Regions from separate parts of the Mus musculus genome. Here region 2 is linked to region 1. The links are chromatin contacts, called in public Hi-C maps. All regions are on one chromosome and are shown on one strand. The core of a region is the stretch at or near the end of the contact, and the rest is flanking DNA. Distances in the headings are between cores, read along the strand shown.

What was found. Hi-C and Micro-C count contacts between places; a contact is called where the count stands out from the background.
Region 2: a contact with region 1 is called in a Hi-C map of Th1 cells, with 3 times the contacts expected there. The contact joins the promoter of Osbpl5 here to the enhancer-like site in region 1. A contact is called at or near these places in 2 of 39 promoter capture datasets (cancer-associated fibroblasts and embryonic stem cells), 13 of 15 datasets of contacts at CTCF or cohesin (CD8 T cells, the G1E-ER4 cell line, the NIH/3T3 cell line and 6 more), 329 of 484 Hi-C or Micro-C datasets (2-cell embryo, 2-cell-like embryonic stem cells, the 4T1 cell line and 166 more), 81 of 115 datasets of contacts at active chromatin or transcription factors (the 230-238 cell line, CD4 single positive thymocytes, CD8 T cells and 55 more) and 7 of 9 other capture datasets (adipose tissue, embryonic stem cells, embryonic tail and 4 more).

Annotation. Positions count from the first base shown.
Region 1 is chr7:143,703,221-143,709,702 of GRCm38.p6, forward strand. It overlaps Osbpl5 (oxysterol binding protein-like 5), which reads right to left. Exons shown (of 22, transcript NM_001199227.1): 5 at 6,319-6,420; 6 at 5,788-5,991; 7 at 4,126-4,210; 8 at 1,749-1,920; 9 at 1,290-1,482; 10 at 1-115. Among named protein-coding and RNA genes, the nearest start is that of Tnfrsf23, 21 kb to the left of the region's middle. Within about 2 kb of position 3,736, at least 9 of the 459 cell types and tissues checked have an H3K27ac peak or open chromatin away from gene starts, as enhancers often do. A contact at or near this core is called in B cells, Th1 cells, bone marrow-derived macrophages and 4 more, where this site is marked.
Region 2 is chr7:143,736,860-143,743,341 of GRCm38.p6, forward strand. It overlaps Osbpl5 (oxysterol binding protein-like 5), which reads right to left and starts at 3,501. Exons shown (of 22, transcript NM_001199227.1): 1 at 3,411-3,501.

The DNA of each region.
Region 1 (6,482 bases), core at 2,486-4,985:
AGGTCGGCAGCACCACACGGGACAGGTCCATGCCTGGCCGCAGCTGTCGCAGCAGCACCCACATCAGGCTCTTGTTTTCCTCTGACACTGTCTCCACCTGGGAAGTCTCGTCCAGCTGCGGCAGAGGGACATGACCAGACCCCATGAGCTGGGCTGTAAAGCCCCTGCTCTGGGCTGCCTAAGGGAGCTGAGGGACAGGGATCCAGAACAGCACATCTGACCCTTGCCCACTGGATGCCATTGGATGCATGTCCACTCTGAACAGGTGTCACCAGCCCCCATCCTGAGCTTGGGAGTGAGAGAGTTTCTCGGTGGAATGGGTGTCACCACCCACCCACACTGGGTTTAGGAGTGAGCAGCTTCCTCATCAGGTCTGGGACAAGACCAGCTTTTCTACTCTGGCATCCTGGTTCTCCCTCTAACATGCACAACTGCCATGGTACTATTCACCACATGGCACATCCACAAGACCCTCACCAGAGGCCAGATCCACAGGGCTGCCTGATCCTGTATGTCTGGCCTCCAAAACCCTGAGTTAAATAACCCTCTTGTCTAGAAGTTCTAGCTGCAGGAATCCGGTTTCCCCAGTCCTCTGTGTTTATGGGTGTGCTAGGCAGTTTTCTGCTACTATAAGAAATACCTGAGGCAGTCAAGTTAAAAATAAGAAAGGTTTTAGCCAATCTCAGCACTAAGGAGAACTGGTGTTTGTGGCCAGCCTTGGCTACAGAGTAAGTTTTAGGCCAACCAGGGCTACACAGGATGGTTGGGCCTCACTGCTTTGGGCCTCTGGAGAGGCGGTACATCATGGAGGAAGCACTTGGCAGCACAAGTGCTCATGGCCAGGACATGAAAGAGGGAAATATCCGACCATCAGACCCCTCTGAGGCCATAGCCCCTGCAACCTAACTTCCTCCTGCTGAGCCCCACCTCCCCAAGGTTTTACCACCTCCCAGCTGTGACAAGCTGGTGATCAGACCATCCACACTCACCATGCACATGACAATACTCACATGACAGCATAGGTGCCTGACTGGGATGAGGAGCTCCCAGGGGCAGGGTCATTCTAGGTGTATGTAGGTCCCCAGCACGTATAGGACTGGGGGGGGGGGGATCATTCTTGAGCTGCCTGTCCACTCTGGCCACACTCCACTCCAGGGAGGCTGTTTGTTTGGGGCTGGACCCTCACATCACCCTTGCATCTCATGCTAGGCAGGCAGGGGAGAGTTGAGCAGGCATCACTCAGATCCTTGCCGTGTCCTGTTTCCCCTCCGAGTTAACAGGGCTCTCACCTCTCCCAGCTCCTCCTGGACCTGTTCCACATAGGTAGTTCCCCTCCATGGCCCACCAGGGCTGTCTAGCAGGTCGCTCCCACTCTCGTTGGTCTTGCGGCTGTGATCCTGGGTCTCGGCATCCGAGTCTTCTGCATTCTCTCGTTCTGACTTGTCTGAGAATGCATCGTTCTCCAAGGCAGACCCATTCAGCCTGGAGAGTAGAAATGCCAGTGGGCCCCCAATTCCAGGCAACACCTAGGACCTAGGACACCCACCTGGGTACCCAGCCTCTTTTCCTGCAGGGAAGTTGCACACTGCCTAACACTACGTGACCTGTATTTGCACCACTGCTCCTGTTTATCAGTAAGGATGCAAAGACTGGTTCCCACCGGAAAGAACAAGTCCATCACTCCAGCTGACCCATCTCCTGCTGCTTAGGGGACACCATGCTGATCACCTCTCACCCCGTTCACTCACGGGAACAGGTCTTGATCTGGGATGGTGGCCGAGGTGGGCAGTCCGTAGAGAGAAGAGGGAGAGGCATCAGGCGAGGACCCCTGCTCCCCATCTCGACCCTGCTTGCACGTGCTCAGTCGCAGGAGGCTGGAGCAGCGAAGGGCCAGCTCCAGGGCATCTAGCCAGCAGCGGCCTAAGGGGCACAGAGGGAGACTGGTGGGTGGCTTCCCTTCTATTTCCCCACCAAGGAACCTTAATCTGCCTGTTGTCTGAAATAGCCTTCCAAAACCAATCTCCAGCCAAGGAACCCTGCCCTTTAGTCATGAAACTTCTAGTCCCACACCTTACTCCACCTCACTAGGGCCAAGTTAAAGATCTGCCTCCTCCACAGACCCCAGCCTTGCATGTAGCCATCCTGGCAGGAATGAATATGTACTAAAGAGACAGGTGTGCCCTCCCTTTGGCCATTAGACTATTGAAACAGTGGACCCCAAGGCATTGGAATTGCCCCAGGAGTCTCACGCTGGGGGAGAGAAGGGCTGAAGTCTGGGGACAGACAGAGGGGAGCTTGTCTCTTAGAGACCCCACGGAGTTCTGAGAACGTGTCAGAGATTGCAGGAGAGATTGGCGCTGAGACAGTGATGGGCAGGACCACACCCTGACTAGGATTCTTAGCTCTGTACTCCTCCTGCCCTCTGTTTAAACCTCAATTTCACATCAGGACCCTGAAGACTTGAGATATATCTTGTTGGGCCTGCCAGGCCTTGGAGTGAGTCAACAGCTCTGGGAATGTGCATACACATGTGTATGTCCTTGGGGTTGACACAGTGTAGGATAGACATCAGGAGGGCAGAGGCTGGGCAGGGGTCTTACGTGCTAGTGAAAAGTCACTGACCAGGTAACTTCAAGAGGTAGCAAGAGATAGTTAGGGCTGAGGGATAGTGGGGGAGGGGATGACAGACAGGGCAGGGCCTCTGCTTTGGCCCTGAGGTTCTGCTTGCTTTGTGACAGTGTGTGTGCATGAGTGTAGAACTTGGGTTAGACCTGTGTCATACCACTGTTCTCAGGGGTGTGGCGGGGTGATAGGAGGGCACTGTTAAGAGCTATGGGGGAGAGGGACCCATGCAGGTGACACCAATGTCTCAGTGTGATCACTAACAGCAGCGCTTCCGTCCACGCCTCAGAGTCATCTATAAATGATACCATGCATGCCCAAAGGACTCATGAGTGAGGGTCCCAGCTCAAGGTAAGATGAAGTTCTTGATTCCTAAGCTTGCATGCTGGGTGTCCTTGGGAAGTGTGGATTTCTTTCCCTAACTTAAAGCTGCAGAGACTTTTGTTTGAGAGCCCCTGAGGCTACACTGGGACATTCATGGGAACCCACCTGGTACCCTGGAGCTGCCCCTCTTGCTGAGGGATATTTGAGATCTTGGACTTACTGTAGGCTTGGTTTGAGCACAGTGCTACCTCCTGTGAGGCTGGACATTTGTAAGGACAGTGAGTGGGTTCTGGAGGTTATGCAACCCAGGATGAGAGCTGGTTGTAGAATTAGACTTAGGGCCCAAATGTGCATTTTGTGGCTGCCACAAAAGACTTGACATCCTGAATGTTACACAGCCTTTGGGAACCATTTGAAATTCTTTGCCTCTTCTTGCAGGAAGCCGATCCTGATATACATGGTATGCAGGTAACATTCTTCCTTGACTGTGGCCCCCTGACAATCAGGGATTCAGCTCTGACTTGTCATCTGGTGGCTGGCTTACTGGTCACAGACCCCCAACGTGTGCAGGCTCTGTGAGGGCATAGGTTGCCTGTTTACCCTAGAGCCCAGCAGGTTCAATGACAGAATGAGTGAACAACAGTCAAAACAACGTATGAGGGCGTGTGAATGCAACTTTTGACCACCAGGAGGCACCATAGCACCAGCAGTTAAGCTATCTGCAGGATTCCAAGTCTGGACAGTTGGATCCTAGTTGTCAGGGCCTTGGACTTCCAGCAGGGGGTGCAGTCCTGAGGCTTTGTTAAGGAGCCACAGCCTGGCTAGAAGCTGTCACTTGAAGGACTTCTAAGAATGGGGCTGCTGCTTGGATTCTGTTACCTAGTTCAGAGAATCTGGGACTCGGGGAAGCCCACATTAATATCTGTAGCCTATTTTTGCCAGAATACCTCTAGGCTGCCTGTGACTTAATTTACCTATTAAATTCACAACTGTCACTTGCTTGCTTCCATACAGCCCTGGGATTCCTATAGCATTGGGCTGACAAGTGTGGCTAGTCCCACTTAATCTGTGGGAAATCTGAGGCTTAGCTGAGAGAGGGGTATCACTGTAAGGTAGGCTCAGTCTGTGTCTGACTCTAGGGGACCCTGGGGAGGGAGAAACAGGACAGGTAGCACTTACCGTCTGATTCAGAAGCGGCCCTGAAGATCAGGTAGCTGCTAGGGAGGGGCTGAGTGATGGAGCCCACACTCTCGCCTTTGGGGCCCTGGAGAGACAGAGATCTGCAGGGTCAGGCACTGGGCCAGGAAGGCTGTGGTACACTCTTTATCCCTTCTAATCAGAAGCCTTTCCTTCCACTTAGCTTCTCAATTATGGCTAATAATTCGCCTAAGGCGAATCCTGGACTCACAGTTGAATTTTAACTTCAGCGAGACAGTGAAGGGCAGTTTAGTGTAAGTAAATTTGTCTTACTTGGAATAAATGTGTTTCCTTTTGTTTTGTTTTTGAGACAAGATCTTACTGCATGGTTATGGCTGGCCAGTAACTTGCCATGTAGATTAGACTAGACCTTAAACTCATAGAGATCTGCCTGCCTCTGCCTCTGGAGTGCCAGGATTAAAGGTCTGACCTATCATGGTCAGGTTGGAATAAATGTAAACAGTCAGAATGTTCATATAAAACAGTTTTATTTTTCCCATTTTTGGTTTTTCAGATAGTTTGTTTAGAGGCAGGGCTATGCTCACTCTGCAGCCTAGGCTGGCCTGGAACTTTCTATGTAGCTGAAGATGGTTTTGAACCTCTGATCCTCCTGCCTCCAACCCAAGTGCTGCCCAACCTTGTGTGATACGAGTATCCTCAGAGCGCTGAAGAAGGCCGCACTGTGCCAGGTCGGTCATGTTAATTCATTTTTTGAAGTGGGTATTTTTTTGTTTTTTTTGTTTTGGTTTTTCGAGACAGGGTTTCTCTGTATAGCCCTGGGTGTCCTGGAACTCACTCTGTAGACCAGGCTGGCCTCGAATTCAGAAATCTGCCTGCCTCTGCCTCCCGAGTGCTGGGATTAAAGGTGTGAGCCACCACTGCCCAGCGAAGTGGGTATTTTTAATCCACAATGGGTTTTTTTCAGCTATAGTTTATAAAGTGGGGGAGAATATTAATTTTAAAACTAACAGCAGCAGCCAGGCATGGTGGTTTATACCTGTAATTGCAGCAACGGAAAGGATGAGGAAGGAAGGCTGCCACAGGTTGTAGGTAAGTCTGAGCCTCAGAATGAGCCATGAGTTAGGATGGGCCGTAGAGTAAGATAAACCCTGTCTCCAAAACCAGACCAACAGCAACAAACCACCACCACCAACAACAAAACCCAAGCTGGGCAAGGTAGTAGACTCCTTTAATCCCAGCCTCAGGAGGCAGAGGCAGGTAGATCTCTATGAGTTTGAGGCCAGCCTGGTCTATATACATTTTAGGCCTGCCAAAGCTACATAGTGAGTCTGTCTTTCACCCCCATCCCAAATCCAGAACAACCCTAAAATTTGTTGTTTCTCTGAAACCCACATATAATCAAGATTTCTCCTGGGGACCCACCCCTATCCTGATCAGTTCTGCCTGGCAGTCCTGGTGGTGATGGATGACACCTGAGACAGTCCCTTCCTCCTCTCCAGACAGCACTGGATGAGGGGTTTGATGTATAGCTCATTGTGCCTCATCCATACTTCTAGCAGCCTGCCTGAGGATAGCCACCCCTCCAGGGATCCCTTGCTAGGGGTCCCATTTTGGGACAGCAGTCCCAGGCAAAGCCTCCGTTGTCCCCGAGTCTCCACCTGGATGCCCTGTGGATCGGCTCACCTTCACAGCCCACACAGACTGGTCCAGCGGGTGGAAGAGTTTGAAGCAGAAGCCGTCCTTCTTGGAGGGGCGCTCAATAAGCTCGCAGCAGTGCAGCAGCACCGTGCCCACCCACTGGCCCACCTTGGGTGTCTTGTAAATGAGCAGCACCCCTGGCTTCAGTACACACCACAGCTTCGTCCAGCTCTTCAGGGTCCCTCGGATCTGCAGGAGGATTCATGGTCAGGGTCACCCATGGGAGCTGCCCCCTGGGCCATCTGTGCAGCTTGGTGGGGGGATGAGGAGCAGAGACAAGGACTGGAGGCCCCTGGAACTGGGAGAACTATCCCAGAGCTCTGAAGTTAGTGAGGTCCTCAACAGCATCTTGACTTGGGACTCTGCAGACCTATGAGAAGCCAGCTTTATGGTGGGGTCATTAGTTACAGTAGTCAGGGTCCACTCAAACTGTGTAGTGACAAACACTTAGACTTGTCTCCCAAGTGCCATGGATTCCCCAGTCGATAGGAGTCTCTGGGAGTGGCACCTGCTTACCTTTAGGCTGTCAGCCATGATGACCACACTGGGGTCAGTCAGGGCACTGAACAGCTGCTTCGTGGCCCGCTTCTTCTCCTGCCGATAGTTCTCCTTCTGTGCCTGCAACCAGAGAATATGTGGGTCATGGAGTGCATGGACTGCCCCAGCTCCCCCATCGCCAG
Region 2 (6,482 bases), core at 2,251-4,750, 33 kb after region 1:
TTGGTGGAACCTGGGTCAGTCATGATCAGATCTGGGAAAGCTGACCACAGAGATTGCAGTCAGTGCAAGGCCTTGAGGTAAGAAAACCAGGCATGCGGATGAGTCCCTGGGAGTGAGGAATGGGGGGAGGTGAAAGCAGAAGCCAGGTGTAGCTCCCTTGGGACCATGAGCTTACCCAGAGACCCATGGTGAATAGAAGAGCTGTGAAAGGTCAGGCTATACACACACACACACACACACACACACACACTCCTTTGCACCTTGGCTGTGCTGGGAATAGAAGCCAGAGCATCACAGACTTGGAATAAGTGCTCTGTCCCTAAGTCCAGGTGTGTAGAGGCTGCTCACTATCTGATGGCTGGAGGACTAGGTAGGTGTGATAGGAAGGGAGGGCTAGTGAGGTGGGGAACACTGATGTCCTATGCAGGAGCTGGGCGGGTGGGGAGCTGGGAAAGTCATGTGAAGCTTGAGCTTAGAGCCTGAGTGACTCTGAGCCTTGATCAAAGGCCATTGTATATTCTAGGTTCTTCCATACTGGTCAATCTACACTGGTCAGCCAGGCTCCTGCCTTGACCTATAAAGGCTTTCTCTTATGTCTCAATGACCTGGATAACCTTAGTAAGGCTACATTGACCAGGGTGACCCTAGGGGTCTGACTAGGTGGCTCCCCACCTTTTCTCAATGGTTTTTAGGCCCCTCCCATCCCACAGGCCTATCATCACCCTCATAAGGATCCCACTGTGGGCCAGTCGTCTGCACATCTGCCTCTTATCCTTCCTTCTTTATGAGGTATGAAGATTCCCCAGCTAGATCTGTGGACAAAGAACTCCAAGCTGGAGCCTCTGTTTTGCCCTAATGGCATCCCAAGCCTTTTCCTGATGCCATGACTGGTGCCAGTCCCCTCAGCTGAGATGGCAGAACAAGGCAACCCGCTTCCCATGTGTGCATGCTCCTGAGCCCACGCTTGGAAACTGCAATGCAAAGACATTCCCAATGGGATCCCAAATCCAAATCCAAGGGTCCTTGACCCCACTGCAAAATTCCTTATCTATGCATATTTTTCTAATGAGTGATCAGTAAACCCTTAGGGATCTGGGCAGGTTGTGAATTCTTTATCTTTGAGCTAAGGCTCAGTAAGTCACATGAGGATTCACAGAGAACAGTAGTTTTCCTACAGGACAGCCTTCAATAGCAACAGGACATCATCCCAGGACAGGCAGTATGGCTTTTAGTGGGCAGCCTGTGGAAAGGCCAGCTTCACTGCCCTGCCCCACCCAACACTGAAGATGCTCACCTGGGCTGCATACAGCCCTGCAAACAGCCTGCAGTGCCTCCAGGGAGGCGTTTGAACTCAATAGGCCCCCGTGCTTGAGGTCATTTGTATCTCAGAGTCAGAATTCAAGCTCCCAGACCCACATGTTTCCAAGAAGCAGCCCCACGCTCTGACCCACCCTTTTCTTGAACAATAAATGGGGATGAAGGTGGGACACACCCCTACTACCTTGAGCAAGCTCAGTACCGGTGTGCCAGGAGTGGCGTGTGTCTACTTGTATGTGGCTGTGAACCACAGATGGCTCAAGGCCCCAGTACAGACACAATACATAATTCTAGACACAATACTCCCCAGCATGTGCCATTTCTGTCTCTCCCCCACCCCCTTGTGCCATGCCGGATCTCTACTGTACTGAGAGTGCTTCTTGGAAGAAGCCTGGGTGACAAGGGAAACTGACCCTGGATATCTTCAGCATGGCAGACACAATCAGGGTGTGGGGGAAGAGATGCCTTAGGTATTGGCAGAGAGCCCAGAGCCAGGCTTGGAAGGACTCACACCCCTTGGCTGGGCAGGAGAACCCCTCTGACATCCAGGATTTGCTGCTGCTCAGGTTGGGCCTCAGCACAGCCGTCTCCCTGAGACAAGGCACAGCACTGTGGGGGAGTAGCCTCACCCAGATGCTTCACCCTTCTCTAAACACCGCCTGGCGAAAGCAAACCAGACAGAGGCAAACACTTGGTTCCTTGGCACCCAGGCCTTGTGTTTGTTAAAAGGCTCCACTCCGCTGCCCCATACACGTGCAGGCAGACAATAGATCTGCAGTCAGGAGCCTGAAAGGGACAGCCAGATGTCACCACTTGCCACCCAGATCACCCTGATTTGTCTGACACCTGCAAAGCTCTCTGCGCTCCTCTGGAACCCCACCAAGTTCGAAATCTCAGCAAGCACCCCCACCTCCATCCATGCTGCTGCTTGAGCAAAGATATTGGGGCAGAAATGTAGTAAGGAAAGTCAGCCACTTGGCTGTTATCGCAAGGGAGAGGGGGAAATGACAGACAGACGGACGGACAGGCAGACGGATGATGGGGACATGGAAAACAAACTCAAAAGTGCAATATCCACCCCATCCAAGGGTCTTTCCCACTTCTCTAGGCCCTGACACCACCACTTCTGCTCCTGTGACCAGACAGAGGTGTGTAGCAGAGGCTGGAGCCAAAGGTTGATACATATAGGAACCTTTAAGTACAGACAAGTGGGTGACAAGTCCCAGGGAGAAACAGAGAGCAAAAGACAAGAAATTCAAATCAGTGGTTCTAGTAAGCCAAGCCCAGCCTGGCTCAGGTTGGGTGAGGGGTGAAAAAGCCCCCCTTGGCCCTAATTGGGGGTGTCTACCCACAACCCCAGGAGCCACTCACAACTGGGATCAGGGACTTGGACCTAAAAAGCCAGGATATCTGAAGTGGGAGGCAAAGCCAGCTGGACCTGTGGCTGGGAGGGGCTCAAGTCCTACCCACCCCAGTCGTAGAAATCCGCAAGTGCAGCTCAAGTCATCTGGACAATGCCAAGCTCCCTCCCTTTCTCTCAGGGCCAAGTCCTATGAGAGGCCATGGGTGGACAGAGTCCAAGGGCAAGATGGGTCAGCAGTCACTTGCTCTGCGGACCCTGACGAACCATCCTGAGAATCAAGCCAGGGAACTGAGATCTCAGACCCAAGATCTTACAGGACCTCTTAGACACCCCTTCCCTGCTATTGCTGGGCTGGGGTACAGACCCCTCCATATCCTGGGTCGGAGGCTGCCAGACCCTCCCACCCATTCGCCTAGTCCTGACTCCTTTTAGCCTCACCAAGTGGGAAACGGGGCTGGACATGCCGCACCCACACGCGGGCCCCACCCGCCACCCAGAAGTCCCCAGGCATTTGGACTCCCCAGCCAGGCGCTGTTTCCCATACAAGCTGCTGTTTGGGTCTACTCGGATCTATGCAGGGGCTCCCCCAGACCAGCCCCTGAGGGCTCCCCGACCCCCACGCCGGCTCTGTGGCCCTGAAGCCTCTCAGGCCCGCTGAATCCCCTCCTGGCCTTTCTCGGCCTTCCACCAGCCCCATCCTTCCCGGTCCTCCCAGCAGCGGAGCTCCTACCGTGCTGGTTGTACTCAGTGCTGGGGCCGGGCCGGGCCGCCTGGGCCCGCGAGGGGCTCAGCTGTCGCTGAGCAGCAGGAAATACCAGAGGGCTGATCCAGGCGAGGCGGAGCGAGGGAGCGGAGGGCGGAGGAGGGAGGAGAGCGCGGCAGACGCAAAACCCCGGGTGGACCAAGGGCGGATCGGCTGCTGGGGAGGCACGCTGGGGACCCAGTCCTTGCCCGGAGCCTGAGCCTCCTCCCCGGTGCAGGCTGGGGGGCATAGGAATCCTTAAGTATAGACAAGTCGGTGGCACCTGCGCGCCAGGGCTGGGGACACCGCCCCACAAATAGCCAAAGGAGGGGAGGGTGGCGGTAAGCAGCGCTAATCTTGGGAGGGGTCTTCTATTTGAGAAGCATACCTGGGTGCGGTGCCCTTCCCCTTCCAGAACATAAGACCTCTCTCTCCCAAAACCAAACCCCACTGTCCTTGTCCTACACAGGGGCTCAAGGGGACCCCTTGGTCACCATCCATGATTCCCACTACACTTCTTTCAGGATGCCTTGGCTGAGACTCTGACTCTTGGGGCTGGAGAGATGACTCAGGTTAAGAGCATATGCTGATCTTCCAGAAGATCACAGGTCCATTCTCCGCACCCAGGTCAAGCTGCTCACAGCCACCTGTAACTCCAGTTCCAGGTGATCTGACAACCTCTCTTAGCACCTACACCCATGTGACATCACACACACACAAATAGAAATAATAATACTTTTTAAACTAATTATCCTGATAACCAAGACCTCCTATGTGTCTACCACCCTTTACCACTCTCCAAGAACTTTCTAGACTCCTCAATCCTCTTGTATTTAGAAGACACTTTTCTAATTTGATACCACCCATATATAGAGGCTGATCTTAGAGTTCTCCAGCTGAGACCCTCAGCATGAGGTTCTTTGGGGTGTGTGTGTATGTGTAAGGGTCCTTCCTGTAGAGTTCCCAAGAGCCACCCAAGCAGGAAGTTTAGCCTGCCTCCTCCAGCCGCTGGAATCAGGTAGGACACAGAAAGGTATAGAGGCTTTCCCAGCAGAACCTTCTACCCCAGGAATACCGGTGTGAGTGTGGGCAGAGCCCCAGCTGATTCCCACATTGTTAGTAGGTGCTGGACAGCAGAAGTGCTTCCAGGCTATGGGAAACCACTGCTGCTAAAAGCCACTGGGTAGGGCTGTGGCGTGCAAACCTGGAATAGACAACTTCCAGTCTCTGTAGACCCCTTGTCCACTCAGCCTTAGCCATGCCTCCCCTGTTAGACAGAGGCTAGGGGTTCCACCTGGTGGGCAAGTACCAGCATCTTGTGCACAGGTAAGGAACTTAGGCGGGCTCATTCTCAGTTCATCATGGGACCATCCCTACCCAACCCCAGTCACCTGGCGAGGCCTTCGGATGCAGAACTGCTCAGACAAGATGCTCAGGGCCATGGTGAAACTGCCTTCTTGAGGTCTGAGGGGTGGCTCTGCCCTTCCAGCAGGACTGTGTGCAGTGTGGGCCGCTTCACAGATGGAGACCAGCCTGCCTGCTAGGTCTGCCCCAAGCTCAAACAAAAAGCTGGGTGTGGCTGCTAGAACCCAGTAAATCAGCAGTTGCTAGAGCCAGTCCTTGAGGGACTCAAAGAAGAAAACAAGGTCCCTGTCCCCTGGGGCAAGGTCTCAGCAAAATTGCCTTCACTTGCTGTTTGAATATGGATTATAGGAGCCAGATTACTGGCCAAATGGGGGAGGCTTGTGCATGATAGCAGGAAGGGTGGGCTGAGGAACACAGTCTGAACGAGATTGCCCCAGTGCCAGATGGTCAAGTGGGGACTGAGGAAGTGCCACCTGTGTGGTTCAGGTACAGGTGCATAGCTGCAGCTAGGCTTCCCTGAAGTCTCCATCCTGCTCCTTGCAGGGCTGGAAAAGGTATTCTTGTGAATGAAGGCAGGCTCTAATCTTTCTGCTGCTGAGCAGAGCACTGTCACGCAGAACCTTGTTCCTTCAAGGTCTTTGTCTGCTCTGTTTTAGACAGGCTCTCACATGGCCTCAAATTCACTATGTAGTGGAGGATGAGCTTGAACTCCCGATCTTCCTGCCTCCTACCTCCCAAGTGCTGGGATTACAGGTATATGCCACCACATCTGGTTTCCTGTGGCATAGAACCCAGGGTCTTCTATATTTCAGGCCTATGCTCTACCAACTGAACCATATCCAAGCCGAGTTGACCTTCTGAATGAACCTCCTTTTCCTTGACAAATGAGCAGCATGTGCATGGTGGAAGATGGAGACCAGAGGAAAGAGTCTTGGAGCGGGGCTGTGCAGGGGTCATGTGGGCAGGGGCACACTGATGAGTTCTAAGGCCTGGGAAAGCCTAGAGCAAGTTTATGCAACTCTCCATGCCTCTGTTTCCTCACATGTAAGTTGCAGTAATGAGAGCAGGTTCCGGCTCCAGCTGTGCAGGGAGGGAGAGCTTGGGGCATCCAGAAGTCAGGGCAGCCAAGACAGCAGAAGCAGCAGGTTCCAGGAGTGAGGAGGCTACACCCTTGGTATTCATTGGATGGTCGGGGCGGCCAAGTTGGAAGAAGGGCATGAGGTGAGGTCAAGGAGGCTGGAAGGCTTATCTTGCCTGGGTGATATGTGGATTTTGGCTTTATTTCGACTGAAGTGAACTAGATAGAGATTCTGGGAAGAGAAAGAATGGGCTTATTTGTATGTGCGCACATGGAGGCTACAGGTAGACCCCAGGGTGATTCCTCAGGCGCTGCATACTCGGCTTTTGGAGGCAGAGTCTCTTATTGAGACTAGAGTTTACCAATAAGGCTAGACTGGTTGGCCAGCAAGCACCAGAGAGCTCTGTGCTTTAACCTGCAATGCAGGGAATACATGTGTGTGCCACCATACTTGACCCTTTCTTTTTAAAACTTGAGTTCTGGGACTGAAATTCAGGTCCTCCTGCTTGCAAGGACACTTTTTTTTTTAAATCAACTGAGCTGTTTCTCCAGCCCATTGATCTTATTACTGTTTAGAAAACAAACAAACAAAAAAAACCTGTCCATACAGGGGACAA